3 separate regions of the Mus musculus genome follow, and all the other regions are linked to region 1. The links are chromatin contacts, called in public promoter capture Hi-C maps. All regions are on one chromosome and are shown on one strand. Each heading gives the region's core, a stretch centred on a gene start, on an enhancer-like site or on the middle of the called end of the contact. The rest is flanking DNA. Distances are from core to core; before and after follow the strand shown. Region 1 holds the start of Asap2 (ArfGAP with SH3 domain, ankyrin repeat and PH domain 2). Region 2 holds the start of Adam17 (a disintegrin and metallopeptidase domain 17). Region 3 holds the start of Ywhaq (tyrosine 3-monooxygenase/tryptophan 5-monooxygenase activation protein theta).

Evidence for each region. Capture Hi-C pulls out chosen DNA fragments and counts their contacts.
Region 2: a contact with region 1 is called in a promoter capture Hi-C map of liver. The contact joins the promoter of Adam17 here to the promoter of Asap2 in region 1. A contact is called at or near these places in 5 of 39 promoter capture datasets (cranial neural crest, frontonasal cranial neural crest, hippocampal neurons and 2 more), 5 of 115 datasets of contacts at active chromatin or transcription factors (bone marrow-derived dendritic cells, bone marrow-derived macrophages, embryonic stem cells and 2 more) and 3 of 9 other capture datasets (adipose tissue, embryonic stem cells and liver).
Region 3: a promoter capture Hi-C map of adipose tissue shows a contact between it and region 1. The contact joins the promoter of Ywhaq here to the promoter of Asap2 in region 1. A contact is called at or near these places in 9 of 39 promoter capture datasets (the C10 cell line, cranial neural crest, embryonic stem cells and 6 more), 1 of 484 Hi-C or Micro-C datasets (LSK cells), 4 of 115 datasets of contacts at active chromatin or transcription factors (bone marrow-derived macrophages, extraembryonic endoderm stem cells and pancreatic cancer cells) and 2 of 9 other capture datasets (adipose tissue and liver).

What each region holds. Positions count from the first base shown.
Region 1 is chr12:21,110,106-21,113,181 of GRCm38.p6, reverse strand. It overlaps Asap2 (ArfGAP with SH3 domain, ankyrin repeat and PH domain 2), which reads right to left and starts at 1,426. Exons shown (of 29, transcript NM_001135192.1): 1 at 1,013-1,426. The coding sequence starts at 1,138.
Region 2 is chr12:21,372,309-21,375,737 of GRCm38.p6, reverse strand. It overlaps Adam17 (a disintegrin and metallopeptidase domain 17), which reads left to right and starts at 2,106. Exons shown (of 19, transcript NM_009615.6): 1 at 2,106-2,402. The coding sequence starts at 2,306.
Region 3 is chr12:21,415,576-21,419,038 of GRCm38.p6, reverse strand. Ywhaq (tyrosine 3-monooxygenase/tryptophan 5-monooxygenase activation protein theta) reads left to right here and starts at 1,603. Exons shown (of 5, transcript NM_011739.3): 1 at 1,603-2,241. The coding sequence starts at 1,948. It overlaps Gm4419 (predicted gene 4419), which reads right to left and starts at 1,157. Exons shown (of 4, transcript NR_166748.1): 1 at 957-1,157; 2 at 749-823; 3 at 205-409.

The sequences.
Region 1 (3,076 bases), core at 177-2,676:
AAAGAAATGTAGTCATCGGTTCACTACTGCTACACATGTGTGTCTCGTTCTCGTACCTATTGTGAGTCCAGCTGGACGCACATGGCCTACAGAGCCGAAAACACGAAACTCTAAATTCTGTTGGGGAGGTAAAGAAAATGATGTAAGTGAGGCTTTCCCAAGTCGCGGACAGCTGCGGTCCCTGGACTCACACAGCCTCTTCCAAGCCTGCTTCAATTTTCAACCCAAACTGCTTCCTTCTTGCAGTCCCTCTTCCCCGGGATCTGGAGAGCTCGCTGCTTAGCCACTCAATACAATGACTATGCATCTTGAAAGCCCTTACTAAAAGCAGGCCTTTTCCAGGTTAAGGGCAAAGGAGCTGACCATACTGTCAACAGGCACCACACAGGTAGCCCAGAGGCGGCCACCAAAGGCCTTTTGGATCTCAAAGCTCTGGTTCTCCACATCCCTCGACAGCGCTGCTCTGTGGCACGCAGTGGGAACTGCCAGGCCTCCCAAGATGGGATGGGCACCCGTGCCTAAGCAGCTTGGGGTCCCCTGGATCTGCTCTGCTTGTTGGCTCAGAAGCCACAGCTGCCCCCGCCGGGCTACTTCTGGAACAAGTTGGAGAGGTCCGCGCAGGGAGACCCATCTCTCCGGGGCCCGTAGAGCTCGCAGGGGTCCCCGGTTCGCAGCCGCCACAGACTCAGAGCCGAAGTTGACCTCTCCGAGGTGGGAGCAAAGGACCTGAAACCCTGCGAGGGAAATGGGAACAGACAGGAGCGTTCCCAAAAAAGGCCCAAGGTGGCCTAGCAGCCTCTCCCTAGAGCAGGGAACAAAGGGCTTCTGTGTCGGGCACTGCTGGCCCGGCTGCGTCCGGCTCTGGGGGACCAGAAACTTTTCCAGGGTGTGGGCGCAGGCGGAGGGCACTGGGTCTCGGGCACCAGGCGCGAAAGCCCAGCGGGTCCCCAGGACGCAGCGGGATTACCGCGACCCTAGCCTCCCGCCCGGCGCCAGCGATGCTACCGCTCACCTCCTCGATGGCCGCCACGGTGTTCCGGCACTGGGCCGTGCGCGTGGTGAAGCTAGAGGCCGTGGGCGCCTTGTAGTCCTCATGGGTCTCGGCCACGAATTCCGACACGGAGATCTGGTCCGGCATCGCTGCAACACCGGGGCGCGGACTGCCGCCGCCGCCTCAGTCGCCCAGGGCGCGGGCTCCGACCCCGCCGCAGCAGCCGCTCAGGGACACGGACAAAGAGGAGCGCGGGGCGCGGAAGCCGCCGCAGGGCGCGGGAGCCACCGCGGGACGCCCGGTGGCAGCAGGGGCGCGTGCAGCCCGCAGCTCTGCCCGCTGTGCTCCTGGAGCCGCAGCCGCCGCCGCCGCGTCCTCTTCGAGCGAGCCCAGACGCGGGCGCGCACAGCCGGCGGGAACAACCCGCCACCAAGCCGCTGGCCCGGACGCCTCCCGCGGAGAGGGGCGGGCCCGACTAGGGAGGGGGCGGTGGCCCGATGGGCGGGGCGGGGCGCAGGCCTGGCCGCCAATCGGGGCGCTCGCCGCCACTGCGCCGCCGAGAAGCTGAGGCCGCAGGAAGGAGGGCGATGTGCGCTCGGGACTGGTCAGCGGCTGTGTGCCGCCGCATTGTGTCTGCCTTCGGGACGTGCTGGGGTTCGAGGGCGCGCCCTTTCCCGGGCTGCGGTGCCGGCTCCCACCCCGCACCCGCCATGACCTCTAGCAACATTACCCAGAGGGCGTGGAGTGGAACCCGGGATACTGGCTTCCCGGCTGGAGGGGAGCCCACCCTTTTGCTCCCCAATTCCACCCTTGGCCTCGGAACCCCCTGAATTCCCCACCAGAACCTCAGGAAAGGGCCAGTGAGACAGTGTGGGTAGCTCGCCCCCTACAGGACAGTGAAATCCTCCAGGGCACTTTAGCGGGACAAGATGTAGGGACCATGTGTCTGTGCACCTTCTCACAGCCTCAAGAAGCCAAGAGTAAAGGCAGGTATTTTGCATAGGGAGGTGACCATGGTACAAGCCGAAGGGGAATTCAAACCCATGACCTTCGACTTGGAAGAATACTCCAACCCCTAGTAAGCATCTTGTTCCCTAAGCTTGTACATTTAGGGACACTCCCAGTTACTTGAAAACAGTTTTAGGGTGCTAGGCCAGGCTTCACCCTGAGGAAATCATAGAATGCACTGATTGATGTGCTGTCGGAAGTGAGGGATACCCAAGAGAACCAGAGGTAGAGCATGGTTGGGGGTGTGTGTGAGGTATTGTACCTGAAGGTTCTCAGAGAGTACTCCAACCCACAGCTGACTGATCACAGACACAACTGGGCCAATAAATCATTTGAATTAGGACATTTTCGTCTATAGCTCATTCAGAAATTCTCAGCTGTATTTTAAAAACCCAGAGGTTCTGAAGACACTAGTCAAAAATCACACCCTCTAACTCCCCGAGGCAAGAGGCACGGTTACTGCTGCTGCCAACAATACAGCCTAGAGAAACTTTACAAAAACCTTTTGTATGTCTGAAAAGGAGGGAATGTGAGGGACATTGTAAACCCAACATGGGAAATAAAAGTGGTCTCCTACTGCCATAGGACAGTAGACCAGTCAATCTTTTTAAGGCTCCCATGTACAAATCTGCTGTATGAGGTGGCAGCTGGGGTCAGACATTATGTATGGCTTCTGGTATTTTACCAGCACTGCGTGTGAATAAGTTCAGCCTTCAAAAATAGCTGCGCCAGTGGGTAGCTTTTATTCCTGCGCAAGGGAATAAATTGCAATCCCAAAACTCTGCAACTCTCTGCCACTTTCCACTGTTGTGAACATCTTTCCATTTAGTGTCTCAGGAGCACACCTATCTCAGCATGTATAACTCGAGGGTATTGTGTTATAGTACAGGCTCTCCTGCACAAAGCAATCTTCTGATCCCTCTGCCTCTCTTCCCACCTATAAGTCCTTTTGTTCTGCTCTGAAATTGAAGAATATTCCCTGTGACTTTTCAAGGTTTTATTTTTGGAGACCTGGTCTCTGTGATGCCTTGGGAAGTTAAAAAAAAGTAGTGTTTTTCCTTGGCATAATATAGTACC
Region 2 (3,429 bases), core at 857-3,356, 260 kb before region 1:
ACTAAGATAAAGGCTTGTAGCCAAGTGTGATGGCCCATGCCATCATCCTAGCGACAGGGAGGCTGAAGCTGGAAGGCCTGGGCAGGGTTACAAAATGAGCCTAGCTCATAAAGCCCATCACACTTTTCCCCCTGCTAGGACAAATCCCCCAAAAATAAACCCTTGAGGGTCAGGCTTCGACTGTCAGTTTTGGGACTCTTGATTTAACATAGCCCTGGCTGTTGTTCTGTGTCAGCCTCCTAGTGCTGGGATGGCAGGCATGGGTCACCACCAAGCTGTAGGTGCCAGTTCTGCCCTGCAGGCTTTTATCCAGCATGGCCCTCTGAGATGTTCCTCTGGCTCTTCATCTCCCCCAGGTGGAGTTATTTTATCCTAAAGATATGGACTATTGTCAAATCAAAGATGAATTTCAAATTGGAATCTTAATTTGAATACTGACTTGTGAATGTTGAAGACTACTTAAAATTGGGACTTATCCTGAAAACTTGTTATGATAAAGTGGATCAGGAGTTTTTTAAAAATTAGCACAGTGAAGCCAGCCTGGTCTACAGAGTGAGTTCCAGGACAGCCAGGACCACACACAGAAATCCTGTCTCGAAAAACAACAACAAAAAACCCAACAAAAACAGACACCCCTCCCCCCCCCAAAAAAAACCCAACAAACCAAAAACCTAGCACAGTGGTACTCAACCCCTTGGGTCAGTATCCCTTTGGGGGGTGCAGGGTCCCATTATCAGGTACCCTGCAGTTATTTACATTACCGTTTATAGCCGTAGCAAAATTATAGTCATGAAGCTGCAATTAAACAATTATGGTTCAGGGTCTCCACACATGAGGAACTGTAGTAGAGGGTCCAAAGCATTAGGAAGGCTGAGTGCCACTGAAATAGCATTTACTAAACATAGCTCAGCTGCACAAAAGCTAGGCGACACAAACAATATAATCTGCAGTCAACTAAAGTTACAAACCTGGGGACATGGAGCCTGGACACTCAAGAGAAATATCATAGCATTTCTATTATTAAAAAGCTGGCATCTACCGGGCGGTGGTGGCGCACGCCTTTAATCCCAGCACTCGGGAGGCAGAGGCAGGCGGATTTCTGAGTTCAAGGCCAGCCTGGCCTACAGAGTGAGTTCCAAGACAGCCAGGGTTATACAGAGAAACCCTGTCTCGAAAAAAACAAAACAAAACAAAACAAAACAAAACAAAACAAAAAAAAGCTGGCATCTAATTTGTGGGGGTGACTTTCTTTTTTGGTTAGGTATTCCTTGAATGTGTACCTAGTGAAAGTGTTTATACCTCGGTTGTACAGACTAGTTTAGCTAACATGCCCCCCAAAAAAATGTGCAAAGTCAGTAACTGTTGAAAATGTTGCAAGACATTCCACAACGAACAAATTTAAATCAGTTTATCTTTTTCTGGAAGACGACTTGAAATCTGACCAGGGCTATTAATGTTCAGTACCACAAACAATAACACAGGGAAAAAAAAAAAAAAAAAGACCGCAAAACCACAAGGGGTCGAGTAGGGAAACCAACTACAAGAGTTAGGGGGTAGATGGTCGCTCCTGTTCACTAGGAGACTGCCTAGAGTAAGGAACCAAGGAGCAAATAAATGTCTTTGCATAAGTCTATGTACAGTCCCCTGAGCATTTTCAGTGACAAGAGACCTAGTCTCCCGCAGCAAGTCGCCGAACAGCACACCCGATCCGCGTGGGGCGGATCTCCAGGGCACTGTGGCCGACTTCACGCCCCCATCCCATAGGCAGGTAGTTGACCCCACGCCAGACTTCACAGACCCTTCAATAAAGACGCTGAAGGGGACTTTAATCACGAAGAAGGTCGCACCTGTCTAAGGACCTGCCCATCCTCTCCCACCTTCGTTCCCCGCGGTCACCCGGGGACAGAGGCGAGAGAGAGAGGGTCGAGTCAGGACGCCGCCAGCTGAAGGCCAGGAAGGCGCCAAGCAGGCCCCAGAGGGACCAGGAAGGAACAGAGCCCAGAAGATGGCGTTCTGCCGGCGCCGCGCCGGGGCGGGGCGAGCCACGCCTCCCACAATGCTCTACGGCACCCTTCTTCCGGCTGTGGGCCGCGGGGTGGTCTCCGGCTGCGGCCGGAAACGAGTTAAGCCGCTCTCAGCGAGCGCCGCCTGCACTTCCGGGGACGTGAGCCTAGCTTCCCTGTAGGCGGCGCGGGAGGGAGAAGTTTGCAGGGCCGTGCTGGGAAGATCACCTCCGCTCCCAATGTGAGCAGTTTCCCGAACGCTCTTTCGGAGAAGGTTTCCCAGAGAGGTGGTGGACGGGAACATGAGGCGGCGTCTCCTCATCCTGACCACTTTGGTGCCTTTCGTCCTGGCACCCCGACCTCCGGAGGAAGCAGGCTCTGGCTCCCATCCGCGACTTGGTAAAGAGTTCGGGGAGCAAACTGACTTATCTGACCCCAGAGTGATTGGAGGGACGCGCCGGGGTGCTAGGGGCGGGATATTGGGCTCCCGTGGCGCGTCCCGAAGTTTTCAAGTGAAGGAAGGGGGGTGTGGCTCTCGGTGTTTAGAGAGAGAAAAAGAGATGGGCTTGTCTCTCAGTGAGGAGGGAAATCCTGGAGGGGTCTCCCATAGGGACCGAGGGCCTGGGACGGGCAAGTTCTCCCAGGTTTATTTCTGGAATATTTAGAAAAGAGGTGTTGGCACATGGATGGTTCGTTTGTGGAGTGTGAGATTTGGTCGAGGTCCTTTACTTGCTAACAAGTGAATCTAAGGTGTTAGGTGTTTCTGCTGAAAGCAAGACCCTGGGAAGAAAGGACAGTCCCAAAGCTCTCCACCACTTGTTGGCTCTCAGAGGCTAACTTGAAGTTATATGTAGGAGGTACTGAATGCAGTACCTGGTTGGAAGGTGGCGACTGATGTAGTTTCATTTGCATTTTTCGACTGTATTTGGAATCTTGCATTGGATTTCGAGATCATCCGTCTTGTTGGAGAGGTGCTTAGCTGAGAGAGCGAGGCTCAAACTTCCAAGCCAATTCTTGAATTGGCTTGTCAAGATGAATGTTTTCCTTGCAATTTTTAACAGATCACCAGGGATAACCCATTTAAATTGCCTAGAAACTTAGGGTTTCTACTTTAATTTTTTTAGAGATTGGATTTTAAGGAAAGGCATGCTTTAGAAGTTTTGAATTGAAATTGGCGATAGGCAATTTACTCGCTATCCTAGGATCCTTTAGCTTGCAAAAGTGGCTAAGACATTTCAGTTAATCAGTAACAAAGTGTCAAATAGTTTTGATGATAGGGAACTTAGCAAGTGTCTTAGAATCTTTTAGCTTGCAAATGTTGCCATCTAAGGCATTTCAGCTAATCAATAACAAAGTGTGAAACAGCGTGTTCCCAATTGTGTGAAGTTACGATCATGTCATTATAGTATTTTATTATTCAGATTGA
Region 3 (3,463 bases), core at 354-2,853, 310 kb before region 1:
CGGGCCGTCCGCCGCTGCACTGGAGCATAGTAAGGCGTTTCTGTATTAAGACAGAGTAGAGTCACTTTCCAACCAGGCCTCTCCTGGTCAAAGCACAAAGCAACCTTTACAAGTTGGGTAGGGAGGGGCAGCTGGGAGGAGATCTGAATTTCTGGAAGCTTCGTCTCTTCCCCCCCCCCCCCCCATCTGTGCTCAGTGTCAGACCTTCCTTTCTGCAGTCTTCGGTCTGCTTGGTTCCGTTTAGCATTTGAATCCACTTTGCCTGTGGCAGTCACTGAAGTTCTTTGAACCCTTGAGGAACTACTGGAACTGGCATCTCTTCAGAGCCCAGGTGGCAGTTTCATTCTTTGAGTCCGGTAGGACAGCCACCTCACTAGGAATTGGATTGAGGGCTAGGAAATAAGGGAGCCTATTTAAAGGAGAAAAATGTTAGCTGTGACCCTGAATACATGGCATCTGGGGCAAATGCTCTCATTTCAGAAGGGTGTTTATTGTGCAGAGAAAAACATGAGATCTTCACAAATATATCAGGAGAAAAAAAACCCATCACACACAAAAAACAAAAGCATGCATACATGCTTTACAGAGTACAAAGGTGTGTGTGTTCGGGGCAGGGTGTACTTAGACATTAATGTGGAAAAGTAGTAAAGAAATGTTTAAGAAATATGCTTCCGGGGATCGGGTAGTCACAGCTGTGTTTGTTCAAATCGTGCTTAATGTCATTTCCCCGTTTTAAAGAAATGCTTACCTGACGCTGCCACGCAGTCCTGCCCAGATCTCCTGAATCTACCTTTCCATAAGGGAATTGCTGGCTTTCGGGTGCCTGTGTGAAAACTTGAATTAAGCCACTTTCTCTGGGAACGAATCCTTTTTTAATGGGGATCAGGATATTTCTAATTTGTAGCCGAAACAGGAAAATTGTAAGGGTTGCATTTTAATGTCTTGGGGATACAAACCTTTGTCAAGAACAGGAAGGTAGAAGAAAGGAAGGCGCTTGTGCATCAAAAGGGCTAATTATCTCACCCCTGCCAAGTCCAGCTGCAGCCGCAGCAGCTCGAGAGCTGCAACGCCCCATCTGCAGTGGTTGCTGCTACAGGACACGCGGTCGCAGCCTCGGAGGTCGAAAGCACCTCCGGTCCCGTGCCGCACCCAGGAGTGCCGGGCTGGCGGGGAGGATGAGGGGAGTTGGAAAAGCATCGCCATGGCAACAGTGACGTCCATTCACCCTGGATCTAATTGGAGGAAACCCCGTGGCCGAAGCCGCAGCCTGCGGGCCAACCGAACCTACCCGAGCCGACCCACCCTCGGAGCCTCCGCTTCGCTTCCCGCCCCGCCCCCTGGGCCCCCTTCCGCGCGCTCGCCCCTCATTGGACAGAGGAGAAGCTAGAGGCGGGACTCCTTGGGGAGGTGCAGCGTTCTATTGGTCGGTGGCGAGCTCGTCGGCTCCGTGCTAGGCTGAGACGGGAGGGTCCTCGGCTAAAGCCCAAAGCAGATCAAAGTGGTGGGACTCGCGTCGCGGCTGCGGAGACTAGAAGGTGAGTGCGGACACAGCTCTGGGACTGCGGCTGCAACAGCCGCCGCGAGGTACCGAGGCCGGGTTGGCGGAGCACGGTCCTCATATCTGCTAGGCTACCGCGCGCCTGAGGTTCGGGCTGGGACGGGAAGGTGCGGCACCAACGGCCGCTTCCATCTTGGGCCGGGTGGGGCCCGCGCTCCGGCCTTGGGGAGGCGCGGCGGGCGGGCCGGAGGGCGCGGGCGGAAGGCGGCGGCCCCGTGAGAGGCCGGAGGACGCGCCGCCTCGTGCGCTGAGACAAAGCGGGCGTCCGGCTGCATTGTCTGACGCGCTCTCTCCTCGCTCCTTTTTGTCCTCGCCGGCGCCGCCCCGCCCCGCCCCTCGCGGCTCTCAGGAGGACTCCGGATCCGGCTCGGCGCTCGCCCTCGCTCGCCATGGAGAAGACCGAGCTGATCCAGAAGGCCAAGCTGGCCGAGCAGGCCGAGCGCTACGACGACATGGCCACCTGCATGAAAGCCGTGACGGAGCAGGGCGCCGAGCTGTCCAACGAGGAGCGCAACCTGCTGTCGGTGGCCTACAAAAACGTGGTAGGGGGCCGCAGGTCCGCCTGGAGGGTCATCTCGAGCATTGAGCAGAAGACCGACACCTCTGACAAGAAGTTGCAGCTGATCAAGGACTATCGGGAGAAAGTGGAGTCGGAGCTGAGGTCCATCTGCACCACGGTCCTGGTGAGTTGGCGCCGGCATTAGTGAGGGAGTAGGGCGGCGGGAGCGACACCCCTTTTGTGTGGTGTTCCCGATGGGGAGAAACCTGTGGGATAGAGAGTTTGTGATTTGAGCCCCAGGCTTCCTTCTTACCTGTTTCAGAGCTTTCTCGGGGGTGGGTAACTCTTTTTTTCCCAAGCTCTGGGGTACAAAAACTTGGGGGGAGTAGCCGCGTAGGCTTGCACAAGACTGAAAAAGACCTATTTAACCTTGTGCCAGGAGAGTGGTCCTGAGATCTGTAAGTTCTTTCATGTCGTAGAAGGCATGGGGACTTTTACCATAGAGATGCTAGAATTTCCCCAGCCCCCCAAGATTTAGGAGTGAAAAATCTAGACATGTTTTATTTTTCATGTAAGAATATGTTGAGCCTTTCCTTGCTAAAGAGGTGTGGGGGTGGGTGGGTGGATGAGTTCACTGGATGAAAAGGATACAGATAATTTGAAGAATACCATGCCCTGGTCAAATTTCACTATTTAATAGTGTTTGTTTGTTTGTTTTCTATTTGTTGCCTCACTTTAGTCCGGTGTATGGAAATGAAAGCATTTCTGGTGTGGATGGGCAAGGAAGGCTTTCCAGGTTTTGCACTATCCAGTCCCAACCGGGATGTTAACTGCTATGATTCACCCTTATTAGAGGGGGCACTTTTAAATCTTGAGTCATTCATTGCCCAGATCTCTTATTCAATAAAGCAAGTTTCTAAAATTTAAATAGCATGCCATAGAGTGTCAGATATTAATGCTGCAAACTGTGACTCCTGTTCACATTGATAGGTAGTTATAGACTGATGATGAAGTAGCTGCTGGGTTTGCTCTTCACATGCCACCTTTATATGAGGCAGCTGGTAGCTGATAGGCTTGCCCTGGATCTTTTTAGGTGTCTTTTATGCAGGGTTTCATAAGAGAAGGGAAAAAGGGGCTTTCCCTTCTAGCCTTCATTTCTTTATCACATCGAATCAATGGAACCTAGAACATTTTTCCCTGTTGTGTAAAACCTACCTGTTTTACTAAAACAAAAGAGATTATCTGAGCAAAATCATGGCTGATAGATACAGATGTTAGGGGTCAGAAGCAATCAGTTGGTAGTGAAGTGCAGAAAACTCTGTTTTGTAAAGATGCCATTTTGTTCTGTTAACATCTATGTGATCTTAAGTTCCAGTCCCTGTTTAGCTTAGGGGAGGCAGCTCTTT